Linked DNA regions of Sus scrofa: regions 1 and 3 are each linked to region 2. Evidence: chromatin contacts called from public HiChIP or PLAC-seq data. All regions are on one chromosome and are shown on one strand. The core of a region is the stretch at or near the end of the contact, and the rest is flanking DNA. Distances in the headings are between cores, read along the strand shown.

Evidence for each region. HiChIP or PLAC-seq counts read pairs in DNA pulled down with a chosen protein or histone mark.
Region 1: an H3K27ac HiChIP or PLAC-seq map of alveolar macrophages shows a contact between it and region 2. The contact joins two enhancer-like sites. A contact is called at or near these places in 1 of 47 Hi-C or Micro-C datasets (alveolar macrophages) and 1 of 2 datasets of contacts at active chromatin or transcription factors (alveolar macrophages).
Region 3: an H3K27ac HiChIP or PLAC-seq map of alveolar macrophages shows a contact between it and region 2. The contact joins two enhancer-like sites. A contact is called at or near these places in 1 of 47 Hi-C or Micro-C datasets (embryonic fibroblasts) and 1 of 2 datasets of contacts at active chromatin or transcription factors (alveolar macrophages).

The regions. Positions count from the first base shown.
Region 1 is chr5:32,688,532-32,691,231 of Sscrofa11.1, forward strand. All of the region lies in intron 2 of LOC102164628 (a long non-coding RNA gene), which reads left to right. All of the region lies in intron 1 of LOC102164543 (a long non-coding RNA gene), which reads right to left. Among named protein-coding and RNA genes, the nearest start is that of MDM1, 16 kb to the left of the region's middle. Within about 2 kb of position 1,315, at least 1 of the 83 cell types and tissues checked has an H3K27ac peak or open chromatin away from gene starts, as enhancers often do. A contact at or near this core is called in alveolar macrophages, where this site is marked.
Region 2 is chr5:33,018,878-33,021,577 of Sscrofa11.1, forward strand. The region is part of intron 12 of NUP107 (nuclear pore complex protein Nup107); the gene reads left to right. Among named protein-coding and RNA genes, the nearest start is that of SLC35E3, 29 kb to the right of the region's middle. Within about 2 kb of position 1,379, at least 1 of the 83 cell types and tissues checked has an H3K27ac peak or open chromatin away from gene starts, as enhancers often do. A contact at or near this core is called in alveolar macrophages, where this site is marked.
Region 3 is chr5:32,754,508-32,757,207 of Sscrofa11.1, forward strand. No RefSeq gene overlaps it. Among named protein-coding and RNA genes, the nearest start is that of MDM1, 82 kb to the left of the region's middle. Within about 2 kb of position 1,279, at least 4 of the 83 cell types and tissues checked have an H3K27ac peak or open chromatin away from gene starts, as enhancers often do. A contact at or near this core is called in alveolar macrophages, where this site is marked.

The sequences.
Region 1 (2,700 bases), core at 65-2,564, 330 kb before region 2:
AACAGACTATAAGGGGCCAGTCATTTGAATTTATTAATATTAAGATGCATAAAAGATAAAGTGGAGATACCATGTATTTTTTTGCTACATAAATGAATTTGAGGGCAGGGGCTAATTGCATGTCAAGTTTATTCTCCTTTTTTATCTCAAGGGCCAGACAAATGACCAGATTTTAAGGACCATTTCCAACCCTGACACTTGACAATCCAATAGCCCTCTCCTCACAGCTACAGTAAAAGCTATTGATTCTCTCCCTTTAAAACTCCTATAGGATTGTCCCATATGTTTTCCCTTCCTTTTCCATTTGCATTCTCCCTGTTGCCTCTAGCTTCATGAGGTATAGTTCTCTCTTATTTTGGAAAAAACAAAAACAAAAAGAAAAGAAATCCCTTCATTTGACTATCCTGTTCTTTTTTCTTCTTCATTTCCCTGACAAAACTTATTCCCCGCCTCTAGTCTCTGATGAGACTTTTTTTTTTTTTTTTCCCTTAACCCTGATTTCTATGCCCAGGTCCCTCTCCAAACCAGTCCTTTCACGGCCAAGCCTGCAGCCTGTTCTCAGATCTGTTCCCCCTCCCTGGGGCTCGACACATTCGCCGTGCTCCACTCCTCGGTGTGGGCCTCCCCCAGGATGCGTTCTTGGCCATCTGCTCTCCTGTCTGCCTGCTTTCTCCTTTGGAAGACGAATCCGTTCCCCTAACTATAATTAACACCTCTGTGCTGATGACTCCCAACTGTTGTTTTCCATCTTCACTTCCTGTCAGAGTTTGGACTTCTTGAGAGTACTAAGCCCAGTGATGGTCTAGCCCAAGCCCTGGAATCAAATGGCTTGGGTTTAAATCCCAGTCTCACTGTGTAAACCGTGTCACCGTTTAACCCCTTGTTCCTCATAAAGTGAGAAGAATAATAGCGCCTATCTCAAACCGTTTCCGTGAGGATTCAGTGAGTGTCTATGTGTAAAACACATAGTGCCTGGCACATAGTAAATAAGTATGAGCTATCATTACTGGAGGTTATACTCTCACTGCCAACTATATTTCTGCGTTGACAAACTCCTCACTTGCTCCTCTCCCCCTTTAACTGGAGAGGAGCAAATGAGGAGCTTTCTATGGTATCTCTAGTTTTCTATGGTATCTCTAGTTTTCCATGGTATCTCTAATTCTCAGACCCACAGTTTTGAACATAGGGAATAATCTTTGACTTACCCTCTACTTCATTTCCTCTATCCAGTCAGTGGACAGATAGGCCTTGTTAATAACTTTCCTGTTTTTTTCCTCGAAATGCCACTTCAATCTTTTTCGTTCCTGTTCCTCCTTCTGCTATGCTCCAGACTGGCCTCTATCTCCTCTGACACAACCAAAACAACCGCCTCCTCATCAGTCTCCATAGACTCAGCCTCCAACCCCCAAACTCTGGACATCTTTTCAAAGTCTCTGGCTGGTGTTCTGTCCTTCACTCAGAAACTTGCTGTTCTCCTCTGTTTTCATTCCCATAAGGTGGAGAATCCTCTAAGCAGGGAGAACTACTCTCTCTTTCTAGAGCTTCCTATACCTTTCTACCTCTCTTTCTAGAACTTCCATAATGAAGTTCTGTTCTGTGCAGTCTTATTTCCTTCCACTCACCTGCTTTGTCAGCTCTGTCTCCTGCTGCCCTGAGACCATCTCACATTCTTTCTGGCCTCTCTGCTCTCTTGCATGTTGTTCTCATCTGGAATACCCACCTCCCTTTTCTCCATCCACCTCAGTTCTACCTGTCCTTCAGCCCAGCTCAAACTCAGCCTTCTCCCTGAAGAGCATAAACCCATTTAATAAGCACTCTTTCTGTTATTGCAGCACCCGAAACCATCATTTGATTCTGATTACATATTTTGTAGCATATTACTCCATGTAGTTTCAAAAATATTCATTTTTATGTGTATTAGATTATAAGACCCTGGAAGGTTGTAATGTTTCCTAAACTTCAGTGTTCCTGCTCCACCTCTTCCCTGCCCTATACCAAGGGAAATCGTAGGTAAATGGTAAAGACTCAGAAAACCTTGGTAATAATACAAAATAATAGTAATAATAATAATATGCACTCTACTATATGCCAAGTACTCATCTAAGGAGCTTTACACATATTAATTTGTTTAATGCTCACAATAATTTTATGAAGTAGCACTATCATTAACTCCATTTTACAACCATGGAAACTGAGACACTGAGAGTTTAAGTATCTTGCCTACGGTTGATCACTAACGCAGAGTAATCTTCACATACAGAGATAAGTCAAAGAATGCAAAATATAATCTAGGAAGACTATATTGCAGAAAATACATGGAATACCAAAGGAAAAGAAATTATAGGATTCATCCTCACTTCAGTTATGGAAAATCACTGTATTCCTGGGTTATGAATAAGTAGGACTCACTTTTTTAAAAAAAGGATGAAATTCATCTTCCCTTTCTTTCTCTGATTCTAAATGAATCATAGAAGACACCTGAAATGACATCCAGGCCCACCTTCCACCTCCTTACTCTCTTTTTATAAGTGAGGCCACTAGGATGGCTTTGAGAGCTCAGCCAGCCGTGACCTTCAGTCGTGATGAAGTAAGCATCCCTGTAAATTGGCAACTGCTTTGCCCTAGGAGGAGGCACATGTTCCATAGTGGGCTCTGAAAGTCACATGCTCTCTTCATTACCTTGCCCCAAGGAACAGTTTG
Region 2 (2,700 bases), core at 129-2,628:
CACTGGCATATGTTATGTAATTTCTTTTCTTTCTTTTTTTCTTTTCTTTCTGTCTTTTTAGGGCCGCACCTGTGGCACATGGAAGTTCTCAGGCTGTAGCTGCCAGCCTGCACCACAGCCACAGCAATGTGGAATCTGAGCTATGTTTACGACCTACACCACAAGTCACGGCAACACTGGATCCTTAACCTACTGAGCGAGGCCAGGGATTGAACCTGCATCCTCGCAGATACTAGTTGGGTTCGTTACCACTGAGCCCTGACGGGAATTGCGTGTAATTTCTTATAGTAATAACTCTTAGATTATTAAACATCATTCGTATTTTTTAATTAAGAAAAGAAGTAACATGTACTCATTTATTAAGTCCAGCCTCTCTGTGCAGGATACTAGGAATCACAAAATGGCAAACAAGGATGCACTTTTAAAAACAGAAAACAGGAGTTCCTGTCACGGCTCAGCAGTTAGAGAACCCGACCAGCATCCAGGAGGAGGCGGGTTTGATCCCTAGCCTTACTCAGTGGGTTAAGGATCCAGCATTGCCGTGAGCTGTGGTGTAGGTCGCAGACACGCTTCAGATCCTGTGTTGCTGTGGCTCTGGCGTAGGCCGGCGGCTTCAGCTCTGATTGGGCCCCTAGCCTGGGAACCTCCATATGCTGCGAGTGCAGCCCTAAAAAGACAAAAAAAGACCACCAAAAAAAAATATATATATATATACATATGTGTATAGTTATAGTCACATTACTGGAAGACTTCAAAAACAAAACTCTCAAGGTCCCACTACCTTTATGTAATCACAAATAGTGGGCTTTTAAAAATTTACTTATAATCCCTTTTGTACCTCTTTTTAACAAAATTATTAACACAGTATACATTCAGATTTTGTTAACATCTTTATTAAGATGTAATTCAAATACTATGTACAGCTCACCCATTTAAAGTGAATAGTTCGGAGTTCCCTTCATGGCTCAGTGGTTAATGAACCCAACTAGGATCCATGAGGGTTCGGGTTTGATCCCTGGCCTCTCTCAGTGGGTTGATCTGGCATTGCCGTGAGCTGTGGTATAGGTCACAGATGTGACTTGGATCCCGAGTTGCTGTGACTGTGGTGTAGGCCAGCATCTGTAGCTTCTATTTGACTCCTAGCCTGGGGACTTCCATATGCCATGGGCATGGCCCTAAAAAGCAAAAAAAAAAATAAATAAATAAATAGTTCATTAGTTTTGGTATATTACATTATTGTTGTTTTTTTTTTCCATTGTCATAAAAGATAAATAACAAAATTTGTCATTTTAGCCATTTTCAGGTGTGAACTTCAGTGACATTAATTACATTCACAGTGTTGTGAAACCATCACCACTGTTTCTAAAACTTTCATCACCCCAAACAGAAACTCTGTAACCATTACGCAGTAATTCCACATTTCCTCCTTCTCTTAGCATTTGGTAACCTCTAATATTTTTCTCTGTGAATTTGCCTATTCTAGCATTTCATATGAGTGGAATTATACAATATTTGTTTATTTATGTCTGGTTAATTTCACTTAGAAAAATGGTTTCTAGGTTCTGCATTCAGATTTTGTCCTGCCTTTTTTAGATAGCGTATCAACATTTTTTGAAATTTTTTTTGTGTTGCTACATAGCTTTCATAATTTTTAAGAGCCATAAATCCAAAGTGATATTTGAGGTATGATACCTTTTAACTGGTTGTATTCAGATTCTTTAGGTTCAAATCATAGAAACCCAACTCAAATTACTTACGAGTAGGGGTTGATTGGCTTATGGAAGAGAGAAGTAAAGAGGTTATATCTGGCTATAAGCAGGTCCAGGGGCTCAGAAGGTGTCATTAGGTTACTGTCTCTCCCATGCTGTTGACTCTGCCCTCCTCTCTGTGGCGTCATTCTCAAGAAGCCACTTGTGTCAGTGATGGCCACCAGCAGCTCCAGCCTTACATTCTCTTAGAAGCTAGCAATCCCAGCAAAAGAAGTATTTATATCTCCAGCAAGAGTCCTGGGAATGATTCTTACTAGGTGACATGCCTAACCCTGGAGTTCAGAGATGGAATCCACATGACTTACCCAAACCATATGAACTAAATGAGGAAGAACTGGTTGCTAAGAGATAGTGCACCTATAAACATGTATCTTTCTCATTGGTGTATTAAGCTCATCTGGCTGGTTACATTTAACTTAAATATCATGAGTTCTTACTATGGCACAATGGATTAAGAATCTGACTGCAGCAGCTCAGGTCACTATGGAAATGCAGGTTTAATTCCCAGCCCAGAGCAGTGGTTAAAGGATTCGGCATTGCCACGGCTGCAGCGTGGGTCACAGCTGTGGCTCAGATTCAGTCCCTGGCCCAGGAACTTTCATATGCTGTGGATGTGGCCATTTTAAAACAAACAAACAAACAAAAAAACAACATCAGGAAATTGAATGAGTAATAGCACCCTGTCATTATGGAGACTAACAATGTTTTTGTAATGCTTTTACATAAATCAGGGGTCATCAACTTCTTTAGCCCATTTGTCTCTAGCAGAATTAAAGAAGGGCAGAGACCACAGAAGGACATGCATATGGGTAAAATGAAATACCATTACTAATTGCCTACACCATCCTGTGATTAATTATGTAATTCTGTCAAAAATGGCTGGTACTGGAGTTCCCGTCGTGGCTCAGTGGTTAGCAAATCCGACTAGGGA
Region 3 (2,700 bases), core at 29-2,528, 260 kb before region 2:
GTCATAAAAAATTTGAAAGCCAGTGGCCTAGAGAAATTCCTGATATGAAGTACAGATGGCAGTGGCAGCTTTTCATTCAAAAGATTTATGTGGGTGGGCCAAGTTTATTTAAAGGGACAAAGCAGAAACACCATTGATGGGAGAACAAATGCAAACAACCTTTATGGAAACATTTTGCCAGTATATTCCAATATTCTTAAAAAGAATGAGTATTTCCATTTTCCCAAATCTATCCTGAAATGATAGTCCCAAATATACACTGAGATTTTACCACATTATTTATGAAAGTGAAAAATTGGAAATACCTAAATGTTCAACTTCAGGAGAATAGAAAAATTATTATATGCCCTGCATCGGCTCTCCTAAATTGACCTAGAAGGAATGGGAATCTCACTAAAAAGGAAAAGCAAAACAAAACAAAAAATGTAAATTATGACTGAACCCCTGCTCAGAGGTTACTGTGGGTTCACTTTCCCATCCACCGGCTTCCTCACTCCTTGGTCATCGGCTCCCTGACCCCCTTGCAGGTTTATGACAAGTCCCCAGGTGTCACCACCCTGTTGATTTTAGAACTCTAGTTTTTGGACTTTGTTCTCATCGTAGACTTCTGCTTCTTAAAGTAACCAGTTCTAGAATCTCAATTGGTACCCTGTCCTTACTGCCTCCTGTCTCCTCTCTTAATCCCTAACGGATATGTCTTCCTCCTAGACCTGCCTCTCACTGAGACCTCACCCATTAGAGAAAAAAAAAAAAAAAAAAAAAAAAAAAAAAAAAAAGGACAGGAAAATGTGACATATCCTATAATGTTGTTCAGCCACTAAATTTATTTTTATAAATAATTTTAATGACTTAGAGAAAGATTTATAACATCATTGTGGCTAGGTCAAACACCAAGACCTCGGCCTAAAGAGAAACCAACCATCTAAGGAGACGTGATCTGGGCCTTACCAGGCTCTCTTCACTGTTTAGCAATGTGTTTAGCAATGTGTGAAAGCAAAGAGGGAGGAAGTAGTTTCTTAGCATAATAAAGTCACTCATTAGTTCAGGGAATATGGACAAAGTTATGGAAATAATATACAGAATAGATTTAGGAGGCGTTTAAGGAAAGGAGTCCTCTAGATGTAGAACTTGTTTAAATTTCAGATTTAAACAAATCCAGGAGACAAAGAGTAGAAGCCAAAAGTCAAAGAACTTTGTTCTCCCACCTTCTCCAGCAAGAGGCCACCCCTCCTACCCATCATTCTTTGTCACTGTGGCCACCACCCACAAAGAGTACAGCTTTGGACCTGAAATGTTGGTTGAGTAAGCATTATTTCTAAAGGAAAAGAGAGAAAACTCAAATGCCTCCCCCCTAGGGCATGAGAATAACAAGTGAATGAAGCTGACCGAGTGTAAGAAAAAAGTGGGAGTGGTGGGGACTAGGATGGATGAAATATGCAGGCCCTGCCCTGCCCCAAAGGCAGCTGCTCCTCAGTTCCCATCAGCTGCTGCCCTGGAGGAATGTGGGCTTGGTGTTGTCAGAGCTCCATGATATTTTCAGCATCAAGAGATGATAGAAACCTAGGTTTTTATATGAAAAACATTCTAAAATAGGCCAAACAAAACATGTCTGAAGGTCTATCTCATACTTCACCAAAATGCGAATAGCTCCTATCTTTGAGTAATGGGATTTGGGGTCATTTTTTGTTTTCATTTTTACGTTTGAATGCATATTGTACAATCTTAAGAGTAAAAAGTGATGTTATTTTTATAACCAGAGAAAATTGTTACTTTTTAAATTTTTAACAATTAATTACTGAACAGAACATTAAAACAATGATCAAACAACAAATGCTACAGTAATTTTCTCTGGGTGGATGTTTACATGAGACTAAGGTTTTATAATATGTTTTCCTTCTCAACTTTGCAATATATCAAGAAATTCAGCCTAAGCATAGCAACATACCAAGCCTCACTCAGGCTTACTGATTCTAGGTTTGTGGTCATGATCTTTAGCAATTGTTTCCAGATCAGGGTTTATGAAAGCAAATTGTTTGTTCCATAATATTATCATCATTTCTATTTGATTAAGTATTTAGCCCAGACTCTCTAATATGCAAGTCTTCCTCATTCTGACTGGAGGTGTTGGAAAAAAAGAGCAGGTAATGCTTCCATCAGAGTAATTATAGGATAGTTGACTACATAGGGCGATTATGAGTAGTAAACGAGTTCCCATCTATAAAGCACTTAGGTGGGTGTCTGACACAAAGCAAGCATGAAATGAGTGTTAGCTATCATTGTTATTATGACTGCTGCTAGCATTGTCATTGTTATTATTATTTTATTATTCTGAAAGCAGCAGTTAAGAATGGAGTGGAAGAGATGTGAGAGGGAATGAACAAAAGAGGAGACATGGGAGCAGAAGAATAGAAGGAGACAGAAAAGGCATTTCTGATTTGCTGTTTCTTAACTTAGAAGACAAAAAGGAGGGACTAGAAGGATTGAGACTATGACAGATCTGAGAAATCATAGTAGGGCTGGTGGGCCCAGGGTAAGGATGTATCTAGTGGGATCCAGCAAATCCCCAACTATCTACTAGACCTTGATTTCTCTGACTGCAGGTGACACCCATTATGGGTCATGAAATTAATTTAGTATATGGCAATCCATATATTTTTTTGATGAAAGAGAATGTACCAGAGCAGAACATAGTAGTGCAAG